Linked DNA regions of Gossypium hirsutum: region 1 is linked to region 2. The links are chromatin contacts, called in public Hi-C maps. All regions are on one chromosome and are shown on one strand. The core of a region is the stretch at or near the end of the contact, and the rest is flanking DNA. Distances in the headings are between cores, read along the strand shown.

Evidence for each region. Hi-C and Micro-C count contacts between places; a contact is called where the count stands out from the background.
Region 1: a Hi-C map of leaf shows a contact between it and region 2, with 2.1 times the contacts expected there. The contact joins the promoter of LOC107948341 here to the promoter of LOC107947797 in region 2. A contact is called at or near these places in 3 of 34 Hi-C or Micro-C datasets (callus and leaf).

The regions. Positions count from the first base shown.
Region 1 is chrA04:69,694,851-69,699,379 of Gossypium_hirsutum_v2.1, forward strand. It overlaps LOC107948341 (protein MODIFIER OF SNC1 11), which reads left to right and starts at 2,127. Exons shown (of 6, transcript XM_016882848.2): 1 at 2,127-2,671; 2 at 3,166-3,246; 3 at 3,335-3,463; 4 at 3,594-3,627; 5 at 3,741-3,802; 6 at 3,930-4,482. The coding sequence starts at 2,340. The coding sequence ends at 3,779.
Region 2 is chrA04:69,128,843-69,133,515 of Gossypium_hirsutum_v2.1, forward strand. LOC107947797 (interactor of constitutive active ROPs 2, chloroplastic) reads left to right here and starts at 1,341. Exons shown (of 4, transcript XM_041111093.1): 1 at 1,341-1,638; 2 at 2,667-2,750; 3 at 3,062-3,245; 4 at 3,406-4,673. The coding sequence starts at 2,731.

The sequences.
Region 1 (4,529 bases), core at 877-3,376, 570 kb after region 2:
ACCTATTTTAGTATTTAATTTTTTAAATATATTTAAGTAAATACCTGAGTTTGATGTTCAATCTGTGAGTCACAAGCGAGTATGGTTGAGTTGGATTAAGTAAGGTTAACTTAATGGGCTCCACAAGAATTGTTTCTTCTAGATCTATATGGATAGTTAATCTTTCAATCCACATCATCATGTATTATGTCCCTCTCGTTGATAAAACTCACACCCTAACTTTACAAAACTCTTTCTTTCCTTTTTAACATTCTTTAAAAATATTTGCTTAAACTAAAACTAAGTTATCATTAAAAATTTTTAGTATTGTCTATTTCATTTCATTTTATTATTATTTTTTGAATAATTTCATTATAAATTCTGATTATATCTGCTCTTTTTAACACAATGTATAAAATTACCCATAGCCCGTACCCAACCCCATAAATAGGAGTATATTGTACTTCAGGTCACTCGAACCCACATCCTCCTACATTAACAACAATGCCCATATCAATCAAGCTAAGACTCAATCAGCCTATTATATTTTATTTTATCCAATCTAGTCTTTGATAACAAGTAGAGAAAAAATATCAACAAATTGCAAAATTAAGGAGTACCAAATTATATTCATTTTTTGTTTTAGTTGTCTAATTAACCTTTTAAAACCATATCTTATTTTTTATTTAATATTTTAAGCATAAAATAATTTATATTATTTTTGGTATTTAATTATAGGCTTAATTCACTATTTGAACTCTAAAGTATACCTGTTTTCTTACTTTAGTACTTAAATTTTTTTTATCTCAATTTAGTACTAAAGTATTAATTTCCTCTACTTTTAGTCTATTTTGTAATGGCTGTTAAAAAATCTATTTAGCAATTTTGGCCAACGGGAAAGTACCATGTTGTATATTTTGACCAATAAAAAAAATACCACATGATAATTAGATTTATTTAAAATAAAAATATTAAATTTAAATTAAAAATATAAATTTATAATATTAAATATTTAAATATTAAAAAAGACTATTTATTTTGATAGATCTATGGTCGATGTTGACTGGGCGAGTGACACCATTAAAACACACTTGTTCTTTTTTATTTTTTAATGTTATATATATTATATTGATTATAAATCTAAAAAATATATATAATATATATAACTTTGTTAAAAGTTTAAAATAATTTTTTTATAAAATTTTAAAATATATAATTAAAAATTTTTAAAAATTTCAAAATAATATATAAAAATTAATTTAAATTTATAAAAAAATATATTTTAGAATTTTATAAAAAATATTTTAAACTTTTTTAAAAAATTATATATGTTATATATGTTTTTTTACATTTATAATCAATATAACATATAATATTTTAAAAGATTTAAAAAAAAAAGGACACATGATGTGTTCTAATAGCGTCATATGGCCAGTAAATGTTGGTCAATAGCCCATCAACAATCGATCAAAGTTAAAAATGTTTTTTAGCATTTAAATATTTAATATTATATTTTTAATTTTTCTTTTAAATTAATTGTTTTTATTTTAAATAAATTTAATTGTCACATAGCACTTTCCTATTGGCCAAGGTTGTTTAATGGATTTTTTAACTGTCATTACAATTGGACCAAAAAATAGAGCAAACTAATACTTTAGATACTAAATTGGGACAAAAAAATTAAATATTAAAATAAAAAATAGATATACTTTAGGGGTCAAATCGTGAATTAAGCCTTAATTATGTTGTTATATATTTAAATTTCATAAGATATATATAATAATAGATTTTAAAATTGAAAAACTAATCAACTTAGACTCTAAATTTTAAATATTAGAGTTTAAGCACAACTCATATTTTAAGCAAATATAAATTTTACATAAACTTTTTTTATTACAATATTAAAGTTAACGATGAAATAACATAATTTGAACTTATACCAAATAAATATTTAACAAAAATTTTAAATATGCTTTCTATTCAAATAAAACACTTGCACTCATTTATTTTATACTTAATATTTATATGCATGTATCAAAAATATTCAAACCCTACTAAATATTCAAGATATCATTTTATTATTTAAAATGATATTATCAATTAGGTTATTATATTTATATATTTAAAAACAATATTTGTACTAAATTTAAAATTGATCCAACTAATCAACCAAAAAAAAAAAAATCTCAATCTGTACAAACCGGATTTAGCAAGGCCGGCAGCTCTCATAAGGGAAAATATCGCAACGCTTTCCCATTTATCGCAAAGAAAAAGATACGGCGAGCCTCTTCCTCGCCCCTTCTATATTCTTTCACGTAACCCTACTTACCTACCAACCAGCCAACCAACCAACTAATCCGATGGCAGCCACCACCCAGAAACCCGTCGCCGTCGCAACCTCCACCCCCACCCCCACGACTCCTGCATCCGTCACTCTCGCCGCCATTTCATCTGCAGAACCAAACCCTAAGAAGATCGTGTCATCCTCCTCGGATAAGTCTGATCCTCCTAATGCTGAAGGATCTCTGAAGGAGAATGGGGGTTCGAAGACCACCGGGACTACTGTGGGCTCGGTCGTCGGGGATGAAAGCGGTCCCGTTAACGATATCCAGAAGAAGATTCGCCGAGCTGAGCGGTTCGGCGTACCTGTACAGTTGTCCGAGCAAGAGAAGCGTAATTCTAGGGCCGAGAGGTGAATTCTTCAATTTTCCCCCTTTTTTTTGTTTTAGGTATTATTTATGTTTTTCCTTTTGGTTTGTACCTAGTTGACGAACATCTCTGAAGGGAAAATTTTCTTTTTCGATTTATTTCTAAAAAAGAACTATTCTGATGTTATTGTTTAAACGCGATTGTCGATTCATTGTGCGCTGAGAAGTATAGATTAACACTCTTGAGTTTGTTTATTGTTTTGATTGTTTGGAATCTCTTAGCAGTGCATAATTTTCTAATTTATTCTCTTTCTTTGATCAATCTATCCGTTTGTTCTCTAGAAATTAGTCTAACCCCTTTGTAATCTTACCTAGTTGCCTTGATAAGCATGCCTGTGTTTTTGGCTCATTATAATGTTCTGTTGGGTTTTCATTTAATTTTTTATGGTAAAGGTTTAGTAACAGTAGTTGTGGATGTTGAACCCCATTCCTTGAGTTTTCTTTGTGTTTGTTGATTTGTGAACCAAACATGTCTCAGGTTTGGCACTGCACCCAGGCCAAATGGATCAGAAGCATCGAAGCAATCAGAGGAGGTGAAGAGGAAGGCTAGAGCTGAGAGGTTTTTTGTCCATACCACCTTTACCCAATGATGATATTACTCGGAGTTGCATTTAATCTATTTATTAATTCTTTTTGTGGGTTCTCAGGTTTGGGCTTGCTGTACCCTCTACAACTGTTGATGAGGAAGAGAAAAGGAAAGCTCGTCTTGCCCAATTTGCACCATATTCCAAACCTGACACCATTGAAGGAGAAAAAAGAAAAGCAAGGGCAATCAGGTACATTCCAATGCTAAAGAACTGCTTCTTACATTGTTAGAGATCTATAAATGCCTATAGAAATCACTATTGACAAAGGTTTATGCATGTTGAGGTTGGAATTTGATTTTTTTTCCTCTGGTCTTTCCAGGTTTTCTGATCCCCTGTCAACTTCTTTAGCACAGGTAAATCACAAGGGGAATATTGAACCAGTAAGGGTTTAGTTTAGATGTTTCTCTGGCAAAGTTGTTGGATCATAGAAAATCCAGTGTTTTAAGGTGTATACATTTTTTTACAGGAGGCTCCTGTTGCTGGAAAGGCTGTTGGAGGACTCTAAATAGAAATTACCATAGTTAGAAGGTATCTTTGGAGATATGCATTGCTTTAATCATGTATATATCTGCGTCTGTGTCAGAAATATACTTGTTTAAATATGTCTATATCAGTTAACTTAGAGGTCGCATTATTATTTTCTTTTCCTTTTCAGGTCTAGTGTCCTAACAGCTTGTGATTCGCTTAGCAGCTTCCTTACAATGTTTTATTTCTAACATCAAAATTTAAGATGCAATACTCTTATCTCCAGATGAATTTCTAAAGAATTGGCAATGTTCTTTTGGCAGTTTGGAAGGCGTTTTACAGTGCCTATTCATTTGGTGAGGCCTATTGGAATCAACAACCACCTGGAGTGTTAACCTCCCTTAAATCTTACAAAAAGCATTAGAAATTCTGGAGTAATGGCTATAAATTTTCTACTTTCCCGGTTAGATAATTTAGTTGAGAAAGTATGGGGGTGGTTATTAGATTCATCCTAACAATTAATGAGTTTATTTATTTGCTGTTGTAACAATTGGGCAGCATCTTATACTGTTTTAAGTTGCATAATATGATCAAGTGTGAGACAGCAGTAGTATTCAAAATTGAGTCCGACATCCATTTCCATAGTTAAAATAGCAAATGGCTTCTTAGGAATTCTTGAGCTCTGTTTCTCATTTCCTATTCTCTAGATGAAAAGATATTTGCATCCTTTTTTCTGCTTTTAATATGTTGGACAATTGATGAACTTAGATGCCTTCAAGCAAACATGGAT
Region 2 (4,673 bases), core at 91-2,590:
ATAATTTTATTTCTTTTCATTATCCTTAGCATTCGATCATGATTGCATATTGACAATATTTGGAATTCAAATAGGAGTTTCCAAGTAGAGCGAATGAAACAAAAAAACTTTTTTTTTTTTCTTGAGAATCAAATTTCTGAACTAACCTCTTTTATCCGACAATTAGTTGCACCGATATATATTCCACATTTCAGAAAGACTCGTATGAATTTAGGAATACAATTGGAAGAAATCTCAATTAGTGGTAATGGAGATATGATCCATATTCTAATACATACAATCATGAATGGAAGGATACTTTACTTGAGTTGAAAATATCAAAATTGACCTAAAACAAAAAGAAAGTTATATATTTCAAGGCAATTTTTGATTGCATAAACCATACTAACAACTCCAATGTTTTTAAATTAAATGAAGATTGAAGTAAAGTCATAGCTAAAAATTACTACTTAATTATATTTGACTATTGTGGTTTGTTTGTACTTTGGGAGCAAGATAGAGATGCCAGTTTCTTATGGATGAATCAACTCTGTTTTTATATGCTTTGATTACAATTTACGACAAACATCAATTGATTAATTCTAGAGTTAAAACAAAAAAGAAGGCATATTCGAACACGGGAGTTAATTGAAAATATCGAAAAAAATTTCATATTTTGAGTTTATTGAATCGAGTTATTTAAATTATTCGAGTCAGTTCGAATAATTCGATTTCACACTTCAAATAATTCAAATAACAGATTGGTATAAATATCCTTTTAGTTATTATCAACTTTAAAAATAAGCAAATTAGTTTCTATCTCAACAAAATTACAAAAAATTAAATTAAATTAAATTTAAAATATTTATAAAAAATTCAAAATATATATTTAAAATTAAAAAATTTAAAATTTTAAAAAATTTCTAAAATAATAATTTTTATTTAATTAATTATTCAAATTTATCATATTCAATTCAAATATCTTAGTTTTTATTATTTTACTTTGAATATTTTTTAAATATATGTAATTTTAAATATATGTGTTAACCCATATAATAACTTGATAATCAATAGTATTTATCACCTCAAATATGATCTGAATTTAAATTTAATTTTTTTTAATTTAACTCAAATTTATTCACAGATTCAAATCTAGAAAGAAACTGAGTATGCAGATACTGTTAACCTTGGGTTGGGATTCGGGAGCCTCAACAGCACCAATCATAACGTAGCAGCAGTTGAGTGAGGAGAGGAGCGTCAAACAGCGCGTGAAAAAGGAGCGTGGTGCTTTAATCAATCACAATCTCCTGTATAGGTAAACGTCCCTATAAGCCAATAGCTTTTGCTTCCTCTTTCCCTTAACTGACATTCAACAAAAACAGTAAAACAAACAAAAGTAAGAAAATATATAAAAGAAAGCGAGCTTCTCAAAAAAAGAAGAAAATATAAGAAAGAGAGACTCGGCCTTAGGGAACCTGAGCAGTGAGCATTGATAGAGAAGAAAAAGAACCTCAGCTCCAAGAGAAGCTTTAACTTAACCAACCCTGTTTGGTTTTGGGTTTTCCAGGGTTCATTATTTCCAAGCCTTTTACATTTGTTCTTTTTCCTGAAAATATTAACTGAAGCTAGCTATCTCAAGGACTACCATCCATCCTTCAGGTAAAAACTAAAAATCCAGCTCTGTTTTCTCCTTATCCTTTCTGTTAAACATGTATGTTTCAGGTTATATTTCATTTTTCAGCAATGTAAATTTCTAGTGGTGTTCATGTTCCTTTAGTTCCTTCATCAGAAAAGATTGTTTCTAAATGTGTTTAAAAGTGAGTAGGTTTTGCTTTATGTTAACAATTATATCTATCTCTCTTGCTCTTCAGACCCTTTTTCCCTGCTTGCCTTTTTTATATATCCTTGAAACTATGTCTTCTTCAAGTTCATCTACTCCTTCATTAAGCATTGTTCATTTAATTCTTTCTTCCATGTTTTATTTTCAAAGTTATCAAGCAAAATTTGGGGAAGATAAACGAGATTTTCATGGAGTTATAGAGCTTTTTGGTCTTAAATTTGCAGGAGAAAATGGAAATATAGGAAAAAGTAGTTTTATTGGATTGGTTGAGTACACCCCACTGCCACATATTTTCATTAAGAGCATAATGTTTCAGTTTTTTGGTCCAATAAGTAATGTAAATAAACAAATTTTAATTCCAAACTGAGTACAAGCAGTCCCTCATGGATTATTAATTTACTTCGTTCATTTCTAGCTGGTCCTTTGTGGTTTCAATAATGTGGGTTCTTCTTTTTTGATCGTTGGTTTCAATAATGTGTTGTGTAGCATATCTTTCACTAGAGAGACAGAGTGAAAAGATGGTTTTTTTTTTTAAAATAATCTCATCATATTTGCTCTTTTTTAGACAATGCCTAGAACTATCCATAACCCCTCCTTAACTCATGATAATACACCTCAGCGCGCTCGAATCCACATATGGCAACTTTATTTTTCCTTTCATTTTAAATTAGGTCATTTTGGTTCTGGTTGGTAGTAGTGGAATTAGTTTCTGTGGAGTTTCTTCGAAGGAATTGTATTTGATTGTTTGTTGGTTAAGGCTTGATATACATTCCAGCTTGCACAACCTCTACATCTATAATATCAGAATCTACCCAATGTAGCTTCTCAATCCATGATTTCTTTGCAGCTTGTGTGGGTCAAGTCGGGTTTGAAGCAAGGCCCTTTTACCAGTTCAAGGGGATATATAAATCATGCAGACCCCAAAAGCAAGGTAAGATCCTCATTAGTTGCTCGGTATATTGTTAAACCCCTTTTTCACCCCCTTTGAAGTAGGGCAGTTTTTAGTTGTTTAGCTTGTGCTTGAAAAAATGGTTGCAACATTAACTTCTTTAAGGTGGGTGACTGCTTAGCTATGAAGTTGTTAGTAAGCTATCTATCCGCCCTGCATTATGATTGGTTATATAGAAAGTTGTAAAAGTAGTTACAACCTCCTGAAAGAACCTCTTGTATGATGTAATAGTAGTCATCGACTAGAAGCTTCATTGATGTTTTTTTTAATTGTATTTTCATTGTTTTTGGCAGTAAAACAAGCCCCCTAGAAGTGCCTCAGAGAAACTCTTCTGCTACACCTCGAACTTCTCATCAAATGAAGATATCAGGATCTGATGCTGACACGGTCTCATCCCCAAATCCTGCAAGTAAGACACCCAAAGATAGAAGTCCGAAGGTTACTGAGCGTAAAGCATTGAGAAGCCCGGTATCTGAGGTATTCTTTGGTCACTTATGAATGGTTAAGACTAGGATGATGCTTACCGTAATGAAATCTGCAAATTGTTTTCCGTTATTACCGGATAGTTGTCTATTTTTACTTCTCCACTTGATTACTCGCACTGACAAAATGTCCAAATGTTTGGTGTGAGCTCTAGAAAAAGCGTGGAAGCCGAGTGACCGAACTGGAAGCGCAACTCTGTCAACTTCAGGATGATCTAAGAAAGACCAAGGACCAACTGACTGCTTCCGAGTCATGGAAGAGGCAAGCCATGCAAGATGCTGAGGAGGCTAAAAAGCAGCTATCAGAAATGTCAGCCAAGCTTGAAGAATCCGAACAGCAGTTGCTGGAAATTTCTGTCTCTGAGGATGGTCGGGTTCAAGAACTCCGTAAGATCTCACAAGAACGAGATAGAGCATGGCAGTCAGAACTCGAGGCTGTCCAGAAGAAGCACTCGATGGATTCTGCTGCCTTGGCTTCTGCTTTGAATGAAATCCAGAAGCTTAAAGCTCAGCTGGAAAAGGCATATGAATCAGAAGCCATTCAAACTAAACATGCTGAATCCGCATATGCTGAAATTCAGAACTTGAGGATTGAACTGACTGAAACTCTTGCCTTGGTTGAAACACTTAAGTCTGAGATCAATAACTGCAGAGAATCTGAAGCCCAGGCCGTTGAAGTTGTTAGCGAAACAGAAATGCAACTGGAAGCAGCAAATAAAACCGTGGAAGTACTGCGATTCGATGCCACCAAAAGGACCGAAGCTTACAACAAATTGTCATCGGAGTTAGAACAGTCACAGGCTAGAGTTAAGTCTCTGGAGGAACTTGTGAGCAAGCTACAGGCAGAACTCGTTGGTAATAGCAGCAAAACATTGAAGGATCGCAATGATGATGAACTGTCGCAGAAGAATGGAGAAAATGAGGATATAGAGAAGCTCAAAACGGAGCTTAATTTTGCGAAACTTGAAGTGGGTCAATTGAAATCAGCATTGGATGCATCCGAGGTAAGGTATCAAGAAGAATATATTCGGAGCACATTGCAAATTAGAAGCGCTTACGAACAAGTGGAATGCATACGAACGCAGTCATGTCAGAGGGAGATGGAACTGGAAACCGAATTAAATAAAATGAAAGCTGATGTTGAAGAATTGAGAGCAAACTTAATGGATAAGGAGACTGAACTGCAGAGTATTTTGGCTCAAAACGAGGAGCTGAATTTGAAGACCGAGAAAAAACAGTTCGATGAAGGAGAGCTGGAACTTTCAATGAAGTTGAAGAAAAAGTTAGAGGCCGATTTGACGGAATTGAATGCAAATTTGACAGCCAAAGAAACCGAGTTGAAGAGCGTAACCATGCAAAACGAGAAGCTCAAAATGGAGATTATGAAGATGGAAATGGATAGTAATAAACTTAGTGATGAATC